Linked DNA regions of Mus musculus: region 2 is linked to region 1. The links are chromatin contacts, called in public HiChIP or PLAC-seq maps. All regions are on one chromosome and are shown on one strand. The core of a region is the stretch at or near the end of the contact, and the rest is flanking DNA. Distances in the headings are between cores, read along the strand shown. Region 1 overlaps Hunk (hormonally upregulated Neu-associated kinase). Region 2 has its middle 20 kb from the start of Gm36169.

Region 1 (3,346 bases), core at 19-2,518:
TGGGAAAAAGAAAAGAACTGGTTCCCTCGTCCCTGCACCATGACGCTCTGTCTGCACCCCTGGAAAAGGCACCCTTCTGATGAAGTCTGCTGTTTTAATATTTCTCTACCAAAAAGTCATTTACGATAAGGTAGCCTGAACTCTTTCCCCTTTTTGTTCTGTTTAAAATGACATCAAATCAGTTTGCTATAGTATTACTTAATACATAGAATGTATGGCTATGTATAAAATTAAGTATGGTTAAATAATTTTATTTTATTTATTTTTTAAGTGAAAAACCATTTGGCAGAGAGACTGAAGTGTCAGAGTGGTCAACACTGGGGAACTGTCCCAATTGTAATTGGACGAAAACAAGACACACAGCTATGGTGGTGAACTCCTTTCTGCTTTTGTAGTTGTGAGCATGCATGTGTGTCTCTCTGTGGATGTGTGTATGTGAATGCCTGTGTCTGCAGATGCCAGAAAGCAGCATCGTATCCCCTGGGGCTGACATTACAAGTGGGTGTGAGCTTTCTAGTATGGGTGCTAAGAACCGAACTCAGGTCCTTCCTGTATAAGAGCAGCCAGTGCTCTTCTCTGCTGGGCCATTGTCCTCCCTCCCTCCCTCCCTCCCTCCCTCCCTCCCTCCCTCTCTCCCTCCCTCCCTCCCTCCTTCCCTCCCTCCCTCCTTCCCCCTCTCCCTTCCTCCATCCTTCCCTCTCTCTCTCCCTCCTTCTCTCCCTTCCTTCCTTCTTTCTTTTCCTCCCCCCTCCTTCCAACTCAAACATCTATAGGTACTTTCTACATGTAGAGTTTGTGCTAACCACCTGTGTGGGCTTTTTACAAATTAGAGACAGCTCAGCTGTGTTAGGAACACAGCTTTATCAAACTGTAAGTAAAAACCGGCCAGTGTCAGTCCTGGCCTCTCTCTGCTTTGGCAAAGCCTATTTTGTGGCTTCCTCTAGAATAGGCAGCGAAGGAGGGGGGAGACTCTGGAAGGGAACCATGTTCAGTGTGTGTTGCTCACTGTCCAACAGACCGGACATACCCCATCTTCTGGAACAAACAGAGTCTAAAAGAAACCGCCGTGGGCCTTCTGACCTGCTGCCTTCTCTCTTGAGTCTTCACTCACCAGGATACTGGAGGGACTCAGGGCTCAGACTTGTAGTGTGGCAGGAGTTCCAGACACAATTCAAACAAGGTGTGAGAGACCTCAGTCTGTGTATTTGATGAAGAAAAATCTCAAAGTGCTGCTCAGCCCCCCTCACTCCGCATGGTTCCGTCCATGGATGAATGAACATGGTGACAGTTTAATCAGGGCTGTGACGGTGACATGCAAGGGGAGAGAATGGAAAGGCAGAGCCTCTGAACTGGGATTTTTTTTTCTTTCTTTCTTTCTGGGAAAGGAATTTGGTGGTTTTGGGTTCCTTTGGTGTGTAACCTGAGAGGCTCATCCATCTCTTTGTGACAGAGGAACATTTTGGTGTTGCGAATGCAACTTCTGATTTATCACACGCAGCTGCGTGGGCCGCGTCTCCCTGGTGCCTCCCTGTGCCCAGGAGCAAGCCCAGTCACTCAGCAAGGCTTTGCCTTCCAGAAAGGCTTGAGAGCTGGGGCTCTGTGTGCTTAGGTGGCTGCTGGGGACTGTCACTCTGGGCATGTGTACAGGGAAGCTCAGATGACGGAGGGGGACACCTGGTCCCTCTCCAGTCTTGCATTTGCATTTGTCAAGGCTGAGTTGGCCCCCCCGCTAAAATTGCTTTATTACAGTCTGAATTCTTAGTACCTCTGAATGTATCTCAGGTTGTCTTTAAGAAGGAAGGAAAACTGGAATCATATGGACTGCCCTAATCCAATGCAGTGCCTTCTCTTCCAAAAGAGGAAACTTGGGTAGAGATGTGCGCACACAGAGACAAGACCAGAGGAAGAAGAGACTCGGGGTAGCCATCTACAGCTGGGGAGAGAGAGAGGCCTCAGCAGAAATCCACTCTGTTTGCATTGTGGGCTTCTGACCCTTCTAACTGGGAGACAGTGCATTTCTGCCGTCTAAGCTGCTCAGGGTTTTGTGATAGCAGCAGACAGACACCGTGCTTACACGCTCCGAATGCCAAAGTCGTTGCACCCGTCACAGCGGACAACTTTGGCTGGTTACTGAGAGGGTTTTCGAACTAGATCCTCCCACCTCTTCCTTCTTCATGCAGGAAGCTTTTGGGTTCCCCTCACAGCCTTCCCCTCACTTCACTCTGCTCTATGATAAATTCATCAGGTCCAAATGCTGCAGCGCCTGTTCCTAGACACAGCATCCTCATGGTGGAAGGAACGGAGCTTGCTCATCAGGCCCTGGTTTGGTTCTGTGATAGAAAGCGCAGGGCTGTCTGATTGGGTAGCGGGAGGGGAAGGATTCCTCTCTAAAGAATGAGAGGAGCCTGAGGCAGGAGGATTGCCAGGGGTGCTAAACCAGCCTGGGCTCTGTGGTGAATCCACTCTCTCATCTCAGGGGGAAAGAAATCCCTATTGAAAGAATGAAGTATTTTAAGTTCGTTAGAAACTCTTCAAGGGCACATGTGTGAAATTATTAGGGTGCTCCCAGAAGTGTTTAGATTTGATTATAGGATGCTTTTGTGTGGCCCATGAATATCGGTAATTTCCCTATGAGGTGAGTAAATGAGAAAGGCTGTTCTGTGCGGCTTCCAAAGTGTTGCCACTATAACCGTGGTTCTTGCTAATAGCATTTGGTGCGTAGTCCTATCTTTCCTTGGCTGCTTGTGATAATGTCTACTGGCCTGGTGTCTTAAGCCACAGACATTGTCTCTAGGGTGTCACAGGCAGTTCCTTCTGAGGAAGACACCAGTTAGACTTCTCTTCCAGCTTCTTGGAGTCTCAGATGATGCTGGGTCTGTAATGGTCTGTTTCCCTGTCTCCCTTCTGTCTGTCTGTCTCTTGTCCAGATTTAGACTATTATGATATCCCCCATAGATACCAAGCGATTAAATTACTTATATGCAGTAAACTGATGCACTATATCATTTAACCTAGGCACCTCCACTCCCAATCTCTCCTAGGTTGTTTATCATGCTAATAAGATGCAAATGATATGCAAATAGTTGCTATGCTCTTTGAACATGTCTAGGGCAGACCCCGATTTCCTTTCCCAAATATCTTCCATCCATGGCTGAATCAATGGACGCAGACCAGGACCTCCATGTTTCTTGCTCTCTATGAGTAGCTTGGCTGCCTCTATATGGGGTGTGGATTTTGAACCGCTCAGCTCATTAGTTTTTTGTTCTGACATACTACCTAACGCAAACCATTTAGTAAGACTCAATGCTCATGGTTCCCGGGGAAGGCGTGGTGGTGGGAGTAACTC
Region 2 (3,408 bases), core at 37-2,536, 250 kb after region 1:
GCATGTGGCAGGAGACTGAGTCCTCAGGTCACACTACATCTACAGTCAGGAAGCACAGTGCGAATGGAGGCCTAAGACCCCTGGGTCCCCTGTGGCCCACTATGTACATTGAGGTAGCACTTTTTTATTATTGTTATCGAAAATACATTCTTCTCTCATACAATACAGCAGGCCTCAGTTTCCCCTCCCTCCACTCCTCCAAGCTCTGTCCACCTCCCCGTTCCCAGATTCACTCCCCTTCCACTTCCCGCTAGAAAAGAGCAGGCCACCAAGATACAACAACCAAACAGGACAAAACAGGATACTATAAGACAAGGCAAAAGCCCTCATACTGAGGGTGGACGAGGTGACCCAACAGGAGGAAAAGAGGCCCAAGAGCAGGCAAAAGAGTCAGAGACACACTCACCTTCTCTGTTAGAATTCCCACAAAACACCAGACTAACCGCTACCTTAACAACACCGTGAGCAATAGGCCAGCCTTGCTACAGACCCGCCGAGGTTTCAGATGTCAGCTGTGGCATCCGACTATAGCACGTACAATACCACCAAGCTCTCTCTCTCTCTCTCTCTCTCTCTCTCTCTCTCTCTCTCTCTCTCTCTCTCTCTCTCTCCCTCTCTCTCTCTCTCTCTCTCTCCAGCCCAGTTTTTGTTTTAGATGATCAGGGACTTGCTATGTAGCTCAGAACAGCTTGGAAGTAATGATCCTCTTGCCTCATCCTTCCAAACACTGGGATTTCAGGGCTACCACCTCTTAGCCTCAAAGTGCAATTTCTGATGAGTGTTTATCTTGTCTACACCTTCGCCGTGCTAAAGAACTGTAAGTGGAACGATCCTAAGTCACGGATTGTCTGTACGGTGTTTTGTGAGGGCAAACATTATATTTTAGTTTCCAGATTAAAACAAGACGGGTCTGATGCATGCTAAAAGTAACTTATGTGTGTGTGATAGAGGGATGGAGAGGGAGAGGGAGAGGGAGAGAGAGAGAGTAAATCAGTCAATAGACTAGTTTTAAACAAAGTACCGTTGACACACGCAACATCATTCTCATTGCTGTCCTTTGTCACACCCTAAGCCCCTATAAGCACTAAATGGATAGAAATTCCTCTTCCATTCAAGGCAGTCACCGATGAAATAAACCATACATCCCTGTCTGGCTTTTCAGGCCTCAAGGAAAGCCCATTCTAAGTGAGAACAAAGGTTCCAGAGGAAGCGGCTTCACATACCACACAGCCCAATGATTGGCAGGCTGGTTATTAGGCCCGGTTAGCCTCATCTGGCCTTTTAAAGCGCAATATGGTACACATACCACGACATATGAACGCAGAACTCTCCGACAGGCCCTCTGCGGGAGACAATGGAGCTGGCAGCCGGCACCAGAGCGGCTGGGAGGGGAAGGCTCGGTTTCTGCTCATTAACATGTTTGACATTTGGTATCCAAAGGGAAGAACTAATAAATAACCCACCAACGATGACACGCTGCCGGGACAGCTTTTATTACCATCCAGTTAATCCCGCGCTCCAGCTCTGCCCTTTCAGGCCATCTGGCGTCCAGTTATTTACTTATTTTTATTTTCCTGGGGCTTGAACTTGGAACACTTGTCCCCTGCTAGTCTCACATCTTGAAGCCAGCTCTGACAATGGCCGGCTGGCTGGAGGTGATTTAACAGTGATGTCTGTAGAAAATGGAAGTGGGCAGAGACTTCAGCAGGTGACCTTGGAATTGGGGTCACGTGCATGGGATCAGATAGTCATCTCAGACGTCGTGTGGTGAAGGAAACCCACCCGTGATCACCTCTTCTCGGAACCAGTATGTATAGTCTCTGTCTCTCGTGGATACAACACACACAGGTCATCAACTCCCCAATAACATGATGTATTCTAGGGACATAAAAGAGAAGACTTTAGGGACCGTGAGAAGGCTCAGCAAATAAAGGCACTTGCTGCCAAGTCTGAAAACCTGAGTTCAATACCTGGGGCCCACGTGGTAGAGGGAGAGAACTGATTCTGAGACATTGTCCTCTGACTCCACACTTACAGCACAGCATGCATGCGCCCACACATATACTTACACATGTATACAAAAATAAGTACGGAATAAATAAGTACATAATAGTCTCTCTCTCTCTCTCTCTCTCTCTCTCTCTCTCTCTCTCTCTCTCTCTCTCTGCAGGCCAGGATAAGCACTCTCTCTTCAGACCAGGAAAGTGAGTAATCTCTCTCCGTCTCTCTCTGTCCCTCTCTGTCTCTTTCTCTGTCTCTCTCTCTTTCTGTCTGTCTCTCTCTCTGTGTCGCTCTCTCTGTCGCTCTCTGTCGCTGTTTCTGTCTCTGTCTCTCTGTCTCTCTCTCTCTTTCTCTCTCTCTGCAGGCCAGGATGAACGCTCTTTCCAAGATCAAAGCATGCTGGTACTTTGATCTTGAACTTCCGGCTTACAGAACTCTGATAAATAAATATCCCTTCTCTAAGTCCCCTGGTCTATGGCATTTTTGTGACATTTGTGACAGCAGCCCAGGATCCTTAGGAGTGCCAGCAACAGTTTCATAGATGCTGACAAGACACACAGAGAGGTGGCTGCTCAGAGCCACGGCAGTGCAGGAGCATCCGTTGTTGTATAGCTGATTTCTAGGATGAGACAAAGGACAAGTGAGAGTTCATTTTAAGAGAGGCACCCTCAGCCTAGGCACCCCGAACCTGTTATGGAGTGCCCCTGTGAGACATCCCCGAGCACTGTCTCCAACCAAGGCCTCCAAGCGTACAGAGGTCAACTCTCCACCAGAGGATGTTACAAAACCTGAACCACGCCTAACTACGGAAGGAGAAATGTCTCAGAGCTGGATCTCTCTGGTTGGTCTGTCTGTCTAGTTCCCTGGAAGACAATCAGTGGTGGCATCTCCTAGATACACACTTGCATCTCAATGGAGAGTTTATAGCTTGCCCTTGCCCAGCCCCCGCCTCATGCCTGGCCACACCACTATGGCCCTGGCTCTCTCACCCCCTCCCTTTGACCGTGTACTTCTCTCTTTCTTTTTCACCCCCAAACTTGATAGATGTCACTCACAGCTCATTCTTTACTTGTAACACTATAAAGCCCCTCCTCAGACCTCTTTGGACATCCCCAAGGCAGAACAGGAAGTCTTCTATCTGCCAATCCCACAGGCCTTATGCAGATGTGACTTTAATGAATGTACTGGCTGGTTTTGTATGTCAACTTGACACAAGCTGGAGTTATCACAGAGAAAGGAGCCTCCCTTGAGGAAATGCCTCTGTGAGATCCAGCTGTGGTGCCATCCCTGGGCTGGTAGTCTTTGGTTCTATAAGAAAGCAAGCTAAGCAAGCCAGGGGAAGCAACATCCTTCCATGGCCTCTGCATCAGCTCCTGCTTCCTGACCTGATTGAGTTCCAGTCCTGAC

What was found. HiChIP or PLAC-seq counts read pairs in DNA pulled down with a chosen protein or histone mark.
Region 2: a contact with region 1 is called in an H3K4me3 HiChIP or PLAC-seq map of embryonic basal ganglia, with 4 times the contacts expected there. The contact joins two enhancer-like sites. A contact is called at or near these places in 2 of 484 Hi-C or Micro-C datasets (CD8 T cells and nephron progenitors), 4 of 115 datasets of contacts at active chromatin or transcription factors (embryonic basal ganglia, embryonic stem cells, forebrain and 1 more) and 1 of 9 other capture datasets (adipose tissue).

What each region holds. Positions count from the first base shown.
Region 1 is chr16:90,406,628-90,409,973 of GRCm38.p6, forward strand. The region is part of intron 1 of Hunk (hormonally upregulated Neu-associated kinase); the gene reads left to right. Among named protein-coding and RNA genes, the nearest start is that of Hunk, 22 kb to the left of the region's middle. Within about 2 kb of position 1,269, at least 42 of the 459 cell types and tissues checked have an H3K27ac peak or open chromatin away from gene starts, as enhancers often do. A contact at or near this core is called in embryonic basal ganglia, where this site is marked.
Region 2 is chr16:90,655,400-90,658,807 of GRCm38.p6, forward strand. No RefSeq gene overlaps it. Among named protein-coding and RNA genes, the nearest start is that of Gm36169, 20 kb to the right of the region's middle. Within about 2 kb of position 1,287, at least 41 of the 459 cell types and tissues checked have an H3K27ac peak or open chromatin away from gene starts, as enhancers often do. A contact at or near this core is called in embryonic basal ganglia, where this site is marked.